Linked DNA regions of Mus musculus: all the other regions are linked to region 3. Evidence: chromatin contacts called from public HiChIP or PLAC-seq data. All regions are on one chromosome and are shown on one strand. The core of a region is the stretch at or near the end of the contact, and the rest is flanking DNA. Distances in the headings are between cores, read along the strand shown. Region 1 overlaps Lmod1 (leiomodin 1 (smooth muscle)). Region 2 overlaps Lgr6 (leucine-rich repeat-containing G protein-coupled receptor 6). Region 3 has its middle 16 kb from the start of Gpr37l1. Region 4 overlaps Ipo9 (importin 9).

The links. HiChIP or PLAC-seq counts read pairs in DNA pulled down with a chosen protein or histone mark.
Region 1: an H3K27ac HiChIP or PLAC-seq map of extraembryonic endoderm stem cells shows a contact between it and region 3. The contact joins two enhancer-like sites. A contact is called at or near these places in 13 of 39 promoter capture datasets (3T3-L1-derived adipocytes, the HPC-7 cell line, HPC-7-derived erythroid cells and 10 more), 1 of 15 datasets of contacts at CTCF or cohesin (the NIH/3T3 cell line), 5 of 484 Hi-C or Micro-C datasets (B cells, the P5424 cell line, bone marrow-derived macrophages and 1 more), 3 of 115 datasets of contacts at active chromatin or transcription factors (embryonic stem cells, extraembryonic endoderm stem cells and kidney) and 3 of 9 other capture datasets (liver, macrophages and pancreatic islet).
Region 2: an HNF4G HiChIP or PLAC-seq map of pancreatic cancer cells shows a contact between it and region 3. The contact joins two enhancer-like sites. A contact is called at or near these places in 1 of 115 datasets of contacts at active chromatin or transcription factors (pancreatic cancer cells) and 3 of 9 other capture datasets (adipose tissue, liver and pancreatic islet).
Region 4: a FOXA1 HiChIP or PLAC-seq map of pancreatic cancer cells shows a contact between it and region 3. The contact joins two enhancer-like sites. A contact is called at or near these places in 4 of 39 promoter capture datasets (the 3T3-L1 cell line, HPC-7-derived erythroid cells, liver and 1 more), 1 of 484 Hi-C or Micro-C datasets (embryonic fibroblasts), 4 of 115 datasets of contacts at active chromatin or transcription factors (embryonic stem cells, large pre-B cells and pancreatic cancer cells) and 3 of 9 other capture datasets (adipose tissue, liver and pancreatic islet).

Annotation. Positions count from the first base shown.
Region 1 is chr1:135,329,867-135,333,951 of GRCm38.p6, reverse strand. The region is part of intron 1 of Lmod1 (leiomodin 1 (smooth muscle)); the gene reads right to left. Among named protein-coding and RNA genes, the nearest start is that of Lmod1, 7.1 kb to the right of the region's middle. Within about 2 kb of position 2,596, at least 9 of the 459 cell types and tissues checked have an H3K27ac peak or open chromatin away from gene starts, as enhancers often do. A contact at or near this core is called in extraembryonic endoderm stem cells, where this site is marked.
Region 2 is chr1:135,019,715-135,023,577 of GRCm38.p6, reverse strand. It overlaps Lgr6 (leucine-rich repeat-containing G protein-coupled receptor 6), which reads left to right. Exons shown (of 18, transcript NM_001033409.3): 6 at 1,732-1,803. Among named protein-coding and RNA genes, the nearest start is that of Ube2t, 59 kb to the right of the region's middle. Within about 2 kb of position 2,312, at least 79 of the 459 cell types and tissues checked have an H3K27ac peak or open chromatin away from gene starts, as enhancers often do. A contact at or near this core is called in pancreatic cancer cells, where this site is marked.
Region 3 is chr1:135,181,440-135,185,210 of GRCm38.p6, reverse strand. No RefSeq gene overlaps it. Among named protein-coding and RNA genes, the nearest start is that of Gpr37l1, 16 kb to the right of the region's middle. Within about 2 kb of position 2,035, at least 80 of the 459 cell types and tissues checked have an H3K27ac peak or open chromatin away from gene starts, as enhancers often do. A contact at or near this core is called in extraembryonic endoderm stem cells and pancreatic cancer cells, where this site is marked.
Region 4 is chr1:135,409,733-135,413,369 of GRCm38.p6, reverse strand. The region is part of intron 4 of Ipo9 (importin 9); the gene reads left to right. Among named protein-coding and RNA genes, the nearest start is that of Ipo9, 19 kb to the left of the region's middle. Within about 2 kb of position 2,184, at least 79 of the 459 cell types and tissues checked have an H3K27ac peak or open chromatin away from gene starts, as enhancers often do. A contact at or near this core is called in pancreatic cancer cells, where this site is marked.

The DNA of each region.
Region 1 (4,085 bases), core at 1,347-3,846, 150 kb before region 3:
CTCCCAGGGAGCACTGAGCATTCTTCTGGTGGCCTAGGCCTTGACCTCTGACGACTGTGCAGCCTCCTAAAATTCTCCCTGCTTCAAATCCAGCCTATATATGGCTGCTCCTGCTGCCTCCCCAGCTCACGCAGTGCATGTGTCAACACATCAGAGAACAGCTTCGCTACCTCCTCCCCACACCTGTCAATCAAGCTGCATCACTGCTATCTCCTTTGCTTTCCCTCCATGCAGCGGTGAGACTCTGCCTGGCATGCGGACCTGCCAGCTGCTGTGAGCTCCATCTCTTCCTTACTCCTTCCCCAGTGCCATCAAAGTGTTTCCTTCTGCTGACTTATTCCCAACAGCAGACAGATAGGCAACAATGTTCCCTGTCTCTAAAAAGTCCTCCCTGTTGCCACATTTACCTTGGCGCTCTCTCTCTCTCTCCCTCTCTCTCTCTTTATTTATTTATTTATTTAGTTTTTTGAGACAGGGTTTCTCTGTGTAGCCCTGGCTATCCTGGAGCTCACTTTGTAGACCAGGCTGGCCTCGAACTCAGAAATCCGCCTGCCTGATTAAAGGCGTGCGCCACCACACCCGGCCCTTACCTTGGCTCTCTTGATTGTGTTAGAGTCTCTCTCTCTCTCTCTCTCCCTCTCTCTCTCTCTCTCTCTCTCTCTCTCACACACACACACACACACACACACAGGCACACATTTCTTTCTCGAATCTGTATACACTGTTGAGTCTATTCTTCACTACAGTGCAATAACTCCATTATTCGAGTGGCTTCCATGGTCTAGGCAGGGTGGCTGATCCCCTGCCTTCTTATTATTATTAAACCTCTTAGCAATAAGGACAAGGTAGAGATCAGAGAGCTCTCTTCCCTGACTCCTTTTTCCTACTTGCTTCTATGAGACCACCAGCCCCCCCCCAGTCTCACGCCCAAATGTCTACTCTCCACCAACACCCACTCCCTAAGTGATCCCTTCTAGGCTCATGGTTTTAACTATTATTCGAGGGGTGGAAAGATGTCTCAGCAGTTAAGGGCACTTGCTGCTCTTGCAGAGAGCAGCTCGCAGCACCCAGCTCCCAGTCATTCATTACTTCAGTTCCAGGGAATCTAATGCCTTCTTCTGGCCTCTGTGGACACCAGGCACACACACGGTGCACAAACATAAAACAAAAACATAGAAATAATGCTTTTGTTTTAGGCTTGTTTTTCAAGGCTTGGTTTCTCTGTGTATCCCTGGCTGTCCTGGAACTAGCTTTGTAGACCAGGCTGACCTTGAACTCACAGAGATCTGCCTCACCCTGTCTCTCAAGTGCTGGGATCATGTACGCTCTGTGTATGTGTGTGTGTGTGTGTGTGTGTGTGTGTGTGTGTGTGTGTGTGTGTGTGTGTGTGTGTACAGTCTACCACGCTGGTTAGTTTATGTTAACTTGACACACAAGCTAGGGTTATCTGGGATCAGGGAACCTCAGTTGAAAAAATATCTTCATCAGATTGATCTGTGGGCAAGTCTGTGGGGTGATTTTCTTGACCAGTGGTGGATGTGGAAGGGCTCAGCACACTGTAGGTAGTGCCACCCCTGGGCAAGTGGTCCAGGGTTGTATACGTGGGTAAGCAGGGGAACAGGCCTTGGAAAGCAAGCCCGTGAGTGGCATCCCTCCACGGTGTCTGCTTCAGTTCCTGCCACCAGGTTCCCACCCTGCTTGAGTTTTCACCGTGGCTTCCGTTAAGGATGGACCGTGAACGGACTGTGACCCAGACGTGTGAACCAAATAAACCCTTTCCTCCCCAGGTTGCTTTTCGTCATGGTCCAAAGACCATTGTCTGCAACAATAGAAAGCAAAGTACACTATCTATCCTGACTGTGAGAATGAATGTAATCTGTGGTGACAAGGACAGTCTCTATGCTGTTCACCCTGTCCTAGCATTTAGAAAATGCCCAACATAATAGAATAGATATTTGACACATTAGTGATTTAGTAGACTCCTCCTTGTCCTTATAAGCATAAAATGTGATTTGTGAATTCTGTGTATAAAGGCAGTAAAGAGCCTGGCGTATGGATCAGACAAAGCCTAGGTTTAAAATGTGTGAGGCTCTGGGTGCTATCCATCCTTAGCACTGACAGAGCAAGCAGTGGCGAAGAGAGGGATGCACATGTGGTAAGCAGGGGGATGAGTGGGCTGAGGAGGACCAAAGGGAAGGCAAGAAACAAACATCCATGAGCCTTCAGTACCAGGTTTCCAACCCAGCACATGCCTTGGAGCCTTTGCAGGTTATTGAGCCTAACCACTCCCCAGGACCAGGCACTTCAGCTTCCATTTGACAGATACTCTGGTGCGTACAGTGATTTGTCCAAACCATACAATCAGCACAGTAGGCTGGGAGTCCAGGTCTGCTTGGACTCTGGCGATTCCAACCTGTCGATTCTATACATGCAGCACCCATAGTACCTCCTGGAGCCCTGCTCCAAGACCAGTGCACCTCAGTGCAGGAGACAGGCATTTTGCATTCTGCTGTCCCTGCCCCCTGCTCTGGAGTCAGGGCTGATGAGATAGCCAGAGCCTAGGGATCCTGAACAGGGAAGAAGTGAGGGCAGGAGAGGGTGGAGCGTGGAGCAGGAGGCCTTTCTATTCCTAGCTGTTTGTAAACAGTGTCCTGACGACCTGGCCTGGCCTGTGCAGTGGACCCCAGACATAGCTGAAGCCAAAATTCCCAAAGCAGCCCTGGCTTTTCTGAGATCATGCTAGGTTGGAGCATGGCTGACAAGGAGAGTTCTCCATGCCTAAACAGCCCCTCGGCTTTCTCTTTCCCGCTAGTTCTCAGAACCAGTAAACTAGCATGGGTCCCTGGGTCTGGGATGAGAAGGAGGTGAGATAAAGGTAGTTCTGTCAGGTGACTGGAGCCAGGCAGTAATCGAAGACAAACAATCCTCGCCTCCTTCCCTAAATTACTTCCTTGCTTTTCTCCTTTCCCCTCACCCTCTTGTCATTACCTCATTCCTGCAGACAGAATGTTTTCAGCCTTGTGAGGTTGTTTTTTTTTTTTAAATGTCGTTTTGGCATCTGCATAGGTACAAAGCCTGAAGAATTTAGAGTGAAGAAAGTCTCTCTCCTGGTGAACTAAACTCTCAATACTTGATCCTGTTTAATCCTCCAATAACCCTTCCAGGCTGATTTTTATCATTCCTACTTGACAAGTAACGGAGCTGAAGAAGCTAAGCCGATGAGACGGGGTTGGTAATGCCCTTGGCATCCGCACATGATAAATAAGTCAATGTTCTCTCTCTCACCTAAGGCACTCAGCTTCACTGGCACTTCGAGGGACAGAAGCAGAACCCAAATCTGCACCTAGCTGAGTCCAGGTACCTATGGTTTTCTAGCTCCTGCCTGGCCCGGCTGCAGAGAAGCCCTGAGCAGGGACGGATACCCTGACTGTCAACCACCTCTTTCTGCTGCTTATGCCTAGTGTGGTTCAATAAGCACAATACAACCAACTTGGACCTTACCCTATGAATAAGGATATTCCTGTTTATCCAACTTGGCAAGCACAGTTTCTTGCTCCCTCTACCTCTATGCCTTGTGGCCCTTCTTGTTTTGACTACACACACACACACACACACACACACACACACACACTCACGCGCACACACACACACACACTCACGCGCATGTGCGCGTGTTCTTGTGCCCTGCAAATCTTTCTCAGTACCTGCCACTCAAGGCTTGCCTATTCTGAGTCAGCTGTGGAAATGCTGGCATGAGCTGACACCATAATTCCACAGTCTCCTGGAGGAAGGAGAGAGACTGGGAGTGCAGATAGGCTAGATGAAAGCTTTTCTTCCTCATTTTATCCACGTCTGGGGACCATGAAGTCCTTGAAGCCCTGGTGCTTCCAACTCTCTGTGTTGCTGGCCGCTGCCTTTCTTGATCAGTAGCACTCAGACTGCTTTGAACCCCCCCCCCCCACGTTCCTCTCTTTGTAAATCTTCCTCACTCCTGTCCATCATTCCTCTGGCTTGCCCACCTCTCATGTTTCCTATCCTGCCAAGCTCTCAAGTTCGCAGACTTGTTGTTCCAAGAAGGGGCAAGC
Region 2 (3,863 bases), core at 1,063-3,562, 160 kb after region 3:
CTTGTTTCAAATTGACTAGCTCTTTCTTTTTTTCTTTTTTCTTTCTTAGTAATGAAGTTTGGGGCCCCAGTTTTACCTTAACCTACAGTGTAATTTTTCATTTAATTTTTTTCTTTGAAATGTCACTTAGGTTGTTTTGTAGTAGAAGGTTACTGTGATCAGTTTTCTTCTATTCCTCATTCATTAATTGTAATTTTCTTTTTTGAGGCAGGGTCTCGTGTAGCCCAGGCTAGCCTCCAACTCACTATGTAGTCAAGAGTAACTCTGAACTCCTGGTCCTCCTGCCTCTACTTCCAAATTGCTGGGGTTGCAGGGTTTCACTACCATGTCCAGCATTAGTTGAATTTTCTTCAAGGCTTGGATCTTTGCTATTCTTCACAATCCCCTTCTCCCTTTGTTAGCCTGTGGTTTCTTCTTTGGGGGGACCCTTGGGAAGCTCTGGGGAACACATCATGTCTAGGCTCTGTTGGTTGTCCCTGCCAAGCTGCCCTGTGTGGGCTAAGTCCACAGAAGTTACTTCTGTCCCATTCTGTACCCTGGTGGGGTAGGTGGGAGAGGCAGCATGTGCTGAGCTGGTGGCCAGTCTTGGGGAGGCCACCTGGGCTGAGTCTCTGCCACATCGTATTAAGTGTGGAGTTGAGTCCCTCTGCCCATGGGTACCCCTGGGCTTCACACACCTCTGGCTCCCTCCTCCATGACTAGTCTGAAGCTTTCCGTTTACCTTCTCTTTTGCCTGTTCCCTTTGGATGACAGAGTACAGAAGAAAACAAGAATATTTACGTGATTGGTCCTCACAAATTCGAGTGGGATTTTTTGGGGGTGGGGGTGGGGAATCAAATCTCAGAGTTTGTTTTCTCACTAGATCATTCTCTGAAACAAGGACTTTTGAAGACCCTCCCCCTAACTGTTTGCTTGGCCACAAGGTCTACAGCGTCTCTACACAAGGCTGGGTGCCTTGCCTGACTTTTGCTCCTTGTAAGAGACTTCAGGTGGAGTGGAGTTTGGTCTTGTTATTTTTGCTCAATTATGAGCAGGCAGAAGGCAATTTTGTTTTGCTTTCAGCGAACTGTTTTCCTTGGGAAGCTCTCCTAAAACTTCCCTCTGCACAGTCAGGTAACTCATGCACCTTCCTGTCACCCATCTGAGCCTGGAATCCCTTCCCTCCACTCAAGCGAGTTGCCTGTCAAGGCCCTGCTGAGGAGTGCCACCTCTGCTCTGAGAGGCCATGCTTGCTGCCTCAGCCTCACCAACCTCCCAGCTCTCTCAGCATGACCACAGCTCTCTCCAGTTGTAACAAAGTTTAGCCTTTAATTATATGTTGTCTGCAGTGGTTGACTGTTGGCTCCTCTAAGAACGTCTGGCCACTGAGTCAGGCTGGCTGAGTCCTAAGGAGTGGGGCCAGAGAAGAAGCCTCAGATGTGAGCCCCTATGACATCAGGTCTCTCTCCCAGTGCTTAGTCAGAACTCGCTGGAGCCTTGGCTGGGCTTTCCTCTTCCCAGAGCGGATCACTAGGAAGGCAATAAGGTATCCAGCCTGTGGTCGATCCTGCCTTGGCAATCGTGGCTTCAGAAATGGGTCTTGGCTGATTTGCTTGTCCCTGGAGAAAAGAGGTTGGACCACTGGGGTTTATCTGTTGGTGCTACACCCTTATTCTGCTGCTGTGTACACTGTCTGCCCTGGCTCCGAGGTTGTGCCACACACTCTGATGTGTCTCTCTCCTTCCCACGCAGGCATCTACATAACAACCGCATCCAGCATGTGGGGACCCACAGCTTCGAGGGGCTGCACAATCTGGAGACACTGTGAGTGGGAGAGCCTGTTTAAGTCCTAGTCTGCTGGGTGAGGACATCTTGACTAGAGTCGGGGTGTGGGCTTAGGAAGGGCCAGCAGGGTATGATCCGGTCCTGGTCACCTGTGTGCCCATTCTGGGACTCTTCTCTAAGATGTCACTCAGCAAGAATTCCTTCTCCCTTTAGGTGGGTACAAGGTAGTTCAGGGTAGGTAGCCCAGGAAGTAGGAGGGCAGGGTCCCTGCTAGCAGAGACATCAAATAATGCGTAGAAGGAAACAGTTAACAAGGCAGAGGGACTGGGGCATGAAGCTTGGAGACTGGAAGATTTCGGGGTGGGCTGGGGCTGACCTGATGGCAGTTTTGATGTCTGCTTAAGGGTGGCTGCTGACAGAAGGGAGAGGAATACCATGGAATAATGTCAGGAGTGTTTGCCAGCTGATCTAACTAGCTAAATGATTAATGGGGAAGTGGCCCGCTCAGCACCACAGCCTGCCTATAAAAAGCGCCCGAGCTGTTGACTCTTAAAAAGCCATATTATTCACACATCATCATCCAGGAATTCAGCTAAGGTCAGAATGCACCCAAGCCCTCCCATCACTTCCTCTGGAGGCCTGCCAGCCCCTGCAGAGTGGGCCGAGTGGGGCCCCACTGGGCAAACAATCAGCCAGGCTCTGCAAGAGTGACTGGTCATGCCAGCTGGGGTCTTTAGCTCCCCTGAGGGAACTGGCTACCACAGCCACCTGGTGCTGGATATGGAGTTGGGGGCTCTGGGAGAGAAGGGCCCCAGATCACCACAAGTGTAAGCCGGCAAGGGTGGGGAAAGGTTCATGAGAGATCAGGAGTTTATCACAACTTTTGAATCTCCTTCTCCAGTTATAAACAAGCCCCCATTTTCTAGCCCCCCCCCCCGACTGCTCTTAAGTTGATGGAGTCTTAGGAATCCAGTGCAGCAGAAGCTAAGATTCTGGAAGTCAGGCTGTGATGGGGGAAGCAACATGTTGGGAAAAACCACTCTGTAACGTCTACCCCAAGATGCCTTGGCTCCAGAATCTGTGGTTGTATGGGGAAACCGATGAGAGACTCATACCTAGGTCAGTCATATATTATTTCCTGTGGGTATGATTCCTAAGAACATGGCTGCTCTCTTGTGCTTAGTACATAGCAGGAGGAACAGCAGCGCTGGGTTCAACTCTCCTGGAATCCAGACCCTTTGACCAACTGTATATGAAGGAGCACTGTGTCAGGGCAGCATGCCCCAGCCTGGATGCAGGAACATTCCCATCTGTTCCCACTACTGTGCAAGGCTTAGACTATCTGCTCCTCCTCCATAGCTGTGACTGATGACTACACAGTTAGAACAGGCCAGTCTAGTCCTCTAAATCTCCATAAGAGAAAGTTCCTTTCCAGGAAGGCTGCGTAGTTCCTCTCAGAGTGATCCTTCTCCCAGGGTGACCTCCCAACTGTGCCCAGAGCAGATCAGAGTGTTAATGAGACAATGGGAGTCCTTAGGAGAGACCCTGGTTGTCCTACCCCCCTGGCCCAATGTATACTGAGTGGACCTACTGTGTGCTGATTCTGGAGCCTCCCTAGAGAAGCCCAACTCCTGGGTGGTGCTGAGATTGGATTGCAATTAACAGTGGGCCGGCGGGAGAGAGCACCTCCACCCTGGAATGTGGGGCTGTTTAGCTTTGCTGGGAAGTCAGGTGAGGATTGGGGCACAGATATGGAGTGAGTTGGCACCTCAAAAAAGCCAACAAGTAGCTGTTTCTTCACTTTTGGGGCACACTGCCTAACTCTTTCTCAATTAGCCACTGTCTTGCTGTGCAGGGCATTTGGCTCAGCGGCTGCTGGCTGAATTATAGAGCAGTCCTGCCGCTGCTAAGCACCCACTGTCTCTTTCATCTATCTTGGCCTCAACACACAAGGCCCCTGGGCTATGCCCACCTTGCAGATGGAAAAGCCAAGACCAAGAAACATGGAAAAGTCCTCCAACCTTTACAGTGTGGAGGCAGAAAAGCCCAGTGGTTATTCCCTTGGCACCAAGCAGCCCGGAGCCCTTACTGCCGGTTCT
Region 3 (3,771 bases), core at 786-3,285:
TATTATTGTTTTTTATTTTTAAATATTTGTTTGTTTGTTTGTTTGTTTGTTTATTATATGTAAGTACACTGTAGCTGTCTTCAGACACTCCAGAAGAGGGCATCAGATCTCATTACCAGTGGTTGTGAGCCACCATGTGGTTGCTGAGATTTGAACTCAAGACCTCTGGAAGAGCAGTCAGTGCTCTTAACCACTGAGCCATCTCTCCAGCCCCTGTTGTTATTTTTTTGAAGGTCAAAACCAAAACCAAACAAACAAAAAACCAACCAAACAGGTAGTGGTGGCTTACACCTTTAATACCAGCACTCAGAGGGCAGAGGCAGGTGGATCTGTGAGTTCAGAAGCCAGTCTGGTCTACAGAGTGAGTTTCAGGACCTTTAGGGTTACACAGAGAAACCCTGTCTTGAAAAAACAAGAAAAAGAAAGAAAGAAAAGAAAAGGAAATATTAAAAATTTTAACTATATATATGTTTGTACGTGTGTGTGTGTGTGTGTGTGTGTGTGTGTGTGTGTGTGTGTGTGTGACAAATGTTGAGCCAAGGTCTTGAGGATTTTATCTCAGCAGGAGAATGAATGAATGAACACTCAGCATGCCCTGAGTCCAATTCCACTAGTATCGAGTGTGCACTCACACACACTGGTTGAGCCTGTGCCAGGCATTGTGCCTGAGGGACAATCGGGTCATCTCATTTCATCTACACAACAGTCCATGGGTAGGTATTGTCAGTCCTGATTTACAGAAGCCATTCAGTGAGGACAGGCCCAGCCCAGATCTCACAGCTGATTGGTGAGGAACCAGGATAACCGATACCATGAATTCTCAAAATTCCACCACTTACACCACAATACTCTGTGCTGTCAGCAAATGCTCAGCCGAGGTTATTCACAACTCACCACTGCTAGAGAGCTGACTCAGTCACCCAGGGCAAGCGCTCCTGGGAGGTGGGTAGCAGAGGGTACCAGTAACCCTACAGTTGACAGACCTACCCCATCTGACTGCACTGTGCAGCTGCAAGAGGCAGAACTGGATCTTTCTTCCCACCTCCAAGGGATCCAGCCCTGTGATGTCATACTGCCGGGCAGGGCTTCCAGGGATTGCTGACGTCAGGAAACTGATCCACTCCACCCAGGAACTACTGTCGCTTGTCTGCATCTTAGCCATGAATGTAACTGCAGACCCTTACGAGTCCTCGTCCTGGCAGGACAGAGAAGATCTGTGGTTCCGGGATTTAAACTCATGGATGATTTTGGAGCCTCAAGACGGCTCTCTGTGTCTCTCGATAAGTCATTTGTCCTCTCTGGAAAACCTATAGGGGTGGTCAGACTCCTTCCTCAACAAGACAAATCGCCCAAAAGAGGTTGGAAGATCATTTTCCAAATGCCAGTTAGAGAGTGCCGGGAGCAGGGAGTGGGGGAGGCGGGTGTGTGTGTGTGTGTGTGTGTGTGTGTGTGTGTGTGTGTGTGTGTGTGTGTGTAGGTAGGACACCCAGTTGGTCCTGTTCTGTGTCCTCAGCTGTGTTGCTCCCCGCTGTGTCCTCTCCATCTCCACCCCCCTCTAGTCCCTGAGAGCTACAATGCACATGACTCACCCGGCTCTCTGCACCCAGTTTCAGCCTCACCCCACCCCTGCCCTTGGCTTTCCATTTGCTGTTTACTCCAGGGAGGGAGGCATAGGTGTGCCTGGTCACCTAACCCCAGAGGGGAGAGATACAGGATTCCAGGCTTGAGCCCCAGGACTCTGCTGGCTTCACTCCCACTGGTGATCTGGGGTAGGGATAGGGTTGAGTTTCTAGCAAGGTAAAGGGAGTGGGGAGAAAAAGGCTTCAAGTGGGCCCCACAGAGCCACCTAGCACTCTGGTCCATAGTCTCTGGTCTCCTCCCCCGCCCTTAGTCTTCCGGGGTCACCAGTGGTTTCAATTCTCCCCACCCCCACCTCCAGCATTGTTTGGTGGAGCAGCCCTGCCTAACCCTCACCCTGAGGACACCACACAGAGGTAAGGACACCCTGAAAGTGGTGGGAGCCAGCAAGGCTGCTGCTAGCTCTGAGGTGTGCAGGGCCAGGCCAGGCCAGGCCAGGCCACTCCCTGTGTTGAACTGGTACAGGGAGTAAAAGGTCACTGGTCCAGGACGCTGATAACCTTGTGTTGGGCTCAGAACATGATAACCCCAAGTATGGCATCTCAGCATGGTGCAGACTCTGGAGAAGTCCTGAAGGCTCCAAGTTAGCTCCTGCCTTTAGGTCTCCTAACCCTTTGTTCTCCCAAACTCAGTGATAAATGTTAGAAATCTTCCCCAAGGTAGATCTCAGACACTAGGCACCCTCTCCCCGAAAGTCACATAAAACTTAAAGAAAGCCGATCTCTTCTTTCTCCGCTAGAGACCCTGTGCCGAGGGGATTCCATGGCAGGAAGAGGACAGGCTACAGCGAGCACAGGAGGAATCTAAATGGGTGACCAGCTTTGCTGGGTCCACTTTTTCCAGCTCCATCCCTTTCCTGTGTCCAGACATATTTTTGCTCCAGCTGTTTGTTCTCCATCCTTCCTCAGCAGAGAGGATTTCCTTTCGGGGTCTTTGTCCTCTGAAGGCTCTGGGCTACGCGAAGCTCAAGCATTGTCTGGACACATGTGCTCTTCTGTCCTGACTTTTGTTGGTTCTGACCTAGGGAGTATGTGAGGAGAGGTGTCACACCTTTAACCTGCTTCAGATAGTGATGGAGAAGGGATGGGGGAGGGAGACTCCCTAGGACAGAGAGTGGTGACAGATACTGGACTGTGAACCTGGAAACTTGGCTCTAAGCCCTGACTTGGCTACCATTTCCCTTTGTGACACAAGGTTTGCCCATTAGCACATCTTGGTGTCACTGTATAAGCATCATCCACACAAGGCAGGGGCTCAGTCAGTCCAGGCTGCTTCCAGGGACCAACCTTCCCAAAGCCTCATCTATCCCTGCATCTCTTCTAGGGAGGAGACAAGAGACCCAGTTGGGTTGTGAAGTAAGGAAAGGGTCCCCAAACAACCCAGGAGTTCTACTCCAAATACCTAGGGGGACCTGCCCCTCCCCAGGCCCAGGCTCCAGACCACAGAACAGAAAACATAGGCAAGCAGGTGGAAAATTCCCTCTGGCTCTCTGCCCAGGCACCCTGGATTACAACTGTGCCAGCGCAGGCAGGCAAGAGCCGGGAGTCCAGGGTACCAAAAGATCGCCCAGCAGTTGCTTTGAGGCCTCGGTAGCTCAACTGTCTCCACTGTCCAGTCGCATAAATTATACTTTGCTCTGGTGGACAGAAGGTGTCCACCACAATTTGTTAAAATCTGTGTGCATCTCGGGAGTTGCTCCCCGAAGCTAAGATCATTGTTGTGCCTACTCTTCCTGGAACTCTGGTCCAGGGGTCCCCGTGACTCTAATGGAGGGTCCGGAGCCCGGAGCACATCAGAGGACATGTACAAATAGAGCTTTGGCAAGTGCTGCAGGGACAATCATCCCCGTGTGTGTTCCCTGGGTTCTGTGACCTTGGGCTGTACTACTCCTTTTAGTCCTTGACTTGCCCATCCAAACACAGGGACAACTGTCTGCCCCTGTCCTCCTGAAGGGCATGATGCAGAAAAGTAAATAGCTGGGTATACACGTGACTACAGGCTGGGAAGCAAAATAAGTCTCATGCCTACATGCCCAAGGACCTAGGGCCTGAAGAGCCAGGGCAGGCTTCATTGTGGAGACTCTGCAGATCCCGAGTTACCATGGCAACACCTCCTGCCCATCTTTATGGAGGC
Region 4 (3,637 bases), core at 935-3,434, 230 kb before region 3:
CCATACCCTTAAATGCTTTATTTTTGTCCTTGTTGCACTGTTCCTCCATCATGTCTTCAGGGGCAGACACTCTGTCCTCTCCTTTATTAATTCTGTGCTGACTGTCCACAGAATTTATTTCACTGTGTCTTTTAATTCCAGCATTTCTGCTTGGCTTTTATTCAGTATTTCAGTTTCTTCTTAATTCTTTCATATTTCATATCTAGCCTTCCTTATTTCATTCAGGTGTTTATTTGTGTCTTGAAATGTGCTTGTTACACTGGGATCTCTCTCAGGGACTTCATCCGATTCTCACTAGAGATCATTGCTATAGTTTTAGTAATTTTGAAGGAGTTAGTTTGCTTTGATATTTCCTATTTTTTATGTTACTGCATTGGGTTTACATATCTGGTATTTTTTTCTTTGCTTGGTTTATTTTTTGTCAATTATATTTTTCAGATGACATATTTGAAATGGTCAAATGGGACTTGAATGTGTAGTTCAGAAAATAATTCCTTAGACCAGGAGTAGCTCTGAGGACCTGGTGTACAGTCTGTCTTATTCCCCGAATTCCATATTAGCTGTGAAAGCAACCACAGCTGCTTGATATCAGCACTAAGCAATTGTCAAGAACTGTTGGAGGACAAATAACCAGGTTTAAATAGTGTAGAGTAGACTCAAAATTTTTTGTTTGTAAGATAGAAATAGGGAGGATTTAGGATTTGTAAGAGGGAGGAGTTAGCATAGATCACCTTGGAGAAGAAAAACATTGAGGTTAGTAAAATGTAGCCAGAAGGGGAAAGTTGAGACCCCTTTGGGGTCTGCAGATTTTAGAGATTGTTAAAGCTGATGGGAAGTTTTCATTAAGTAGAAAGAGTAAGGGATGAGACTAAGAAGAACAGTATAGGAAGAAGAGGGGAGGTTATGGGGCTGGAGAGACAGCTCAGTGGTTAAGAGCACTGGCTGCTCTCCAGGGGACCTGGGTTTAATTCCCAGGGCTCCTAACCATCCGTAAGCCCAATCCCAGGGGTATACCTCCCTTTCCTGGTCCCTCCGCAGGCACTCGGTGCACAGACATACATGCAGACAAAAGCCCCCTCCCTCCCCTCAGAAGGAGGCTAGTGCATGCAGTTAAGCATGCATGCTGCTTTTGCAGATGACCTGAGTTGTATTCTGTGTAGCCACATCAAGCAGCTCATGGCTGCCTTTATTTAACTCTAGCTTCAGGGGATCCAGTGCCTCTGGCCTCTGAGGATCTACGCTCACACACACATTTGTAATTAAAAAATAAGATAGATATATGTATGTATATTTTAAAGACTGGTTATGGGGTAAATTGTTAGCTCAGCTGCACTTAGTTACAAATTAGTTCTCAATTCTTCTGGCTCTAGCAGGTTCTGCATGGTGTTGTGTGATAGAGGAGGAGATGGGAGCCTTTGATCTCTGAAACCTCTATGTTCCTGGGGCTCTGGCATATGAAAGGAGGGGAGGTTGAAAGTCCTTTTCTGCCGGGCATGGTGGCAGGCATGGGGGTGCATGCTTTTAATCTCAGCGCTCAAGAGAGAGGCAGATAGATCTCTACTTCGAGGCCAGCCTAGTCTACAAAGTGAGTTCCAGAATAGCCAAGGCTACACAAACAAACAAGAAAGTCCTTTCCTGATATAATTCCCTGGCTCCTGCACACTGAGTGGCATGTCGAGTTCCTACGCTCAGGTGTGTGAGGAGCAGCACTCGAGGTCTAGCCGTTGAATCTGTTTACTTGGCATCTATGCTGCATTTTACATGCCCACTCAGCATTAATAGCAGGTTACCAATTCTATGTCAAAGTCAGACCTTTCATTTGTCCTATTCTTACCCCCAGATACCCTTTTAGAGTTCCGACTGTGTACCTACTGGTGAGCTTTTAGCTCAGAAACATCAGAAAGGCCAAGGTGTTCCTTGATTGGCCTTTCACCTCCCTGCTTCTGTATGAGTGAGGTGACTGCTCTGTGGAATTGAACTTCTAAGAGCCTTTGCTTAGCTCTCCTAGTGCCAGGGTATCCAGCAAAGGGCAATTGTTTTAGCCAAGGAGAGGAAATCCTAGTTTTCCTGTACGGAGTTAGCTTCTTTCTGACAGACCTGGAGAGAAAGGATGGCTGTATAGTTACTCTGATTGGAAAGCAGAAGAGGCTTTGTACTTGACTAAGGAAATGACTATACAGTGAGGTCACTTTCTCCCAGCCAGGAGAAGGAACTGGTGAAGAAATGTGTATCCTTTGTAATGAGTCAGCAGGCATGAAGTGGACGGCAGCCAGCCTCCATTCACAAATAGCTACTCCAGTTGATTTCAACTTCACACCACAGGAACTGGAACATCCATGAGGACAGAAAAGTATTGGTGTGTGAGAAATGTGGGACCAGTTCTCTTTAGGGTTTTCCTTTTTTTATTTTGAGATGGAGGTCACTCTGTGTTGCCCAGGCTAACTTTTAACTCCTGGCTCCGGTAGTCCCACCTCACCTTCCAGAATAGCTTAGGAAAATAGGCATGTCCAGCTGTGCCCAGTGTCTTTGAGACTTTTTGGAGGAAGATACTGTTCTTGACTTCTGAGTTATTTTACTATTTATAAAAGAGAACTTGGTCTCAAGATATAAAGGGACTATATGCTAAGAATTTAAATATTTGATCTAATAGATAAATCTTTTACTTCTATCTTATAGTTTTGTAAATTTAGTTGTTAATACCCCAGACTTTTTGACTTGATAATAATGACCTCAGAAAACTTACTTTGAATTTAAACCTACAAAGTATGAACAAATTGAGACTACTCACAATGATTATAGAAAAGTTAAACTGTACAGTTAGTCACTTCAGTACTAAGACTCCTTTCTTTGTAGTGGTGGTGATGGTGGCGATGACACTGGGGATCGGACCAGACCCTTGAACGTGCTAAGCTGCACCCAAGCTCTATGCTATATTTATTCATAAATGCAGGCTATGCTTGATCCTAGGCCCAGAGGTGGTAATATGCTATCTAATGTATTTATTTGGGCTGACTTCAGTCTAAATGGAATTTGACATTTTATTAAGATATTAATTTTATTAAGACAAAGCTTGGAATTTATCTTTCAGAAGGAAGCCACATTCCTAAAGAACAGCTGGTCTCCAGTATTTGATCTGTATTTGACCTGTGGGGATTGATACAGGGTCTTTATGCATAGCATTTTCTTATTTAATTTTTTTCCATACACAAGACGATATGACCTGTCTTTCCTCACCTCTTTCAAATCTGCACATGGGTTAAACACCTTCACTCAGGAATCCTAACCCCAGAATTACACATTGATAAATGGAGTCGATGCTTAATACATTTTCAGATGGGTGGGAGGGTTGGTAGTTGGTTGGTTGGTTGATTGGTTGGTTTTTCTCGAGACTAGGCTCTCACCATGTAGCCCTGGCTGTCCTGGAACTCGATCTGTAGACCAGGCTGGCCTCGGACTCAGAGATCTGCCTGCCTCTGCCTTCCAAGTGCTGGAATTAAAAAGGCATGCACCACTATGCCCCGTTTGTTTTGTTGTTTACATTGAAGTAACTTGTCAGGAGACAGAACTGACAGAAACCAGAATGGCACTTGTGCTCAAAGCTGTCATGGCACAAGCTCAGAAGGACCCCTGTTTGCCT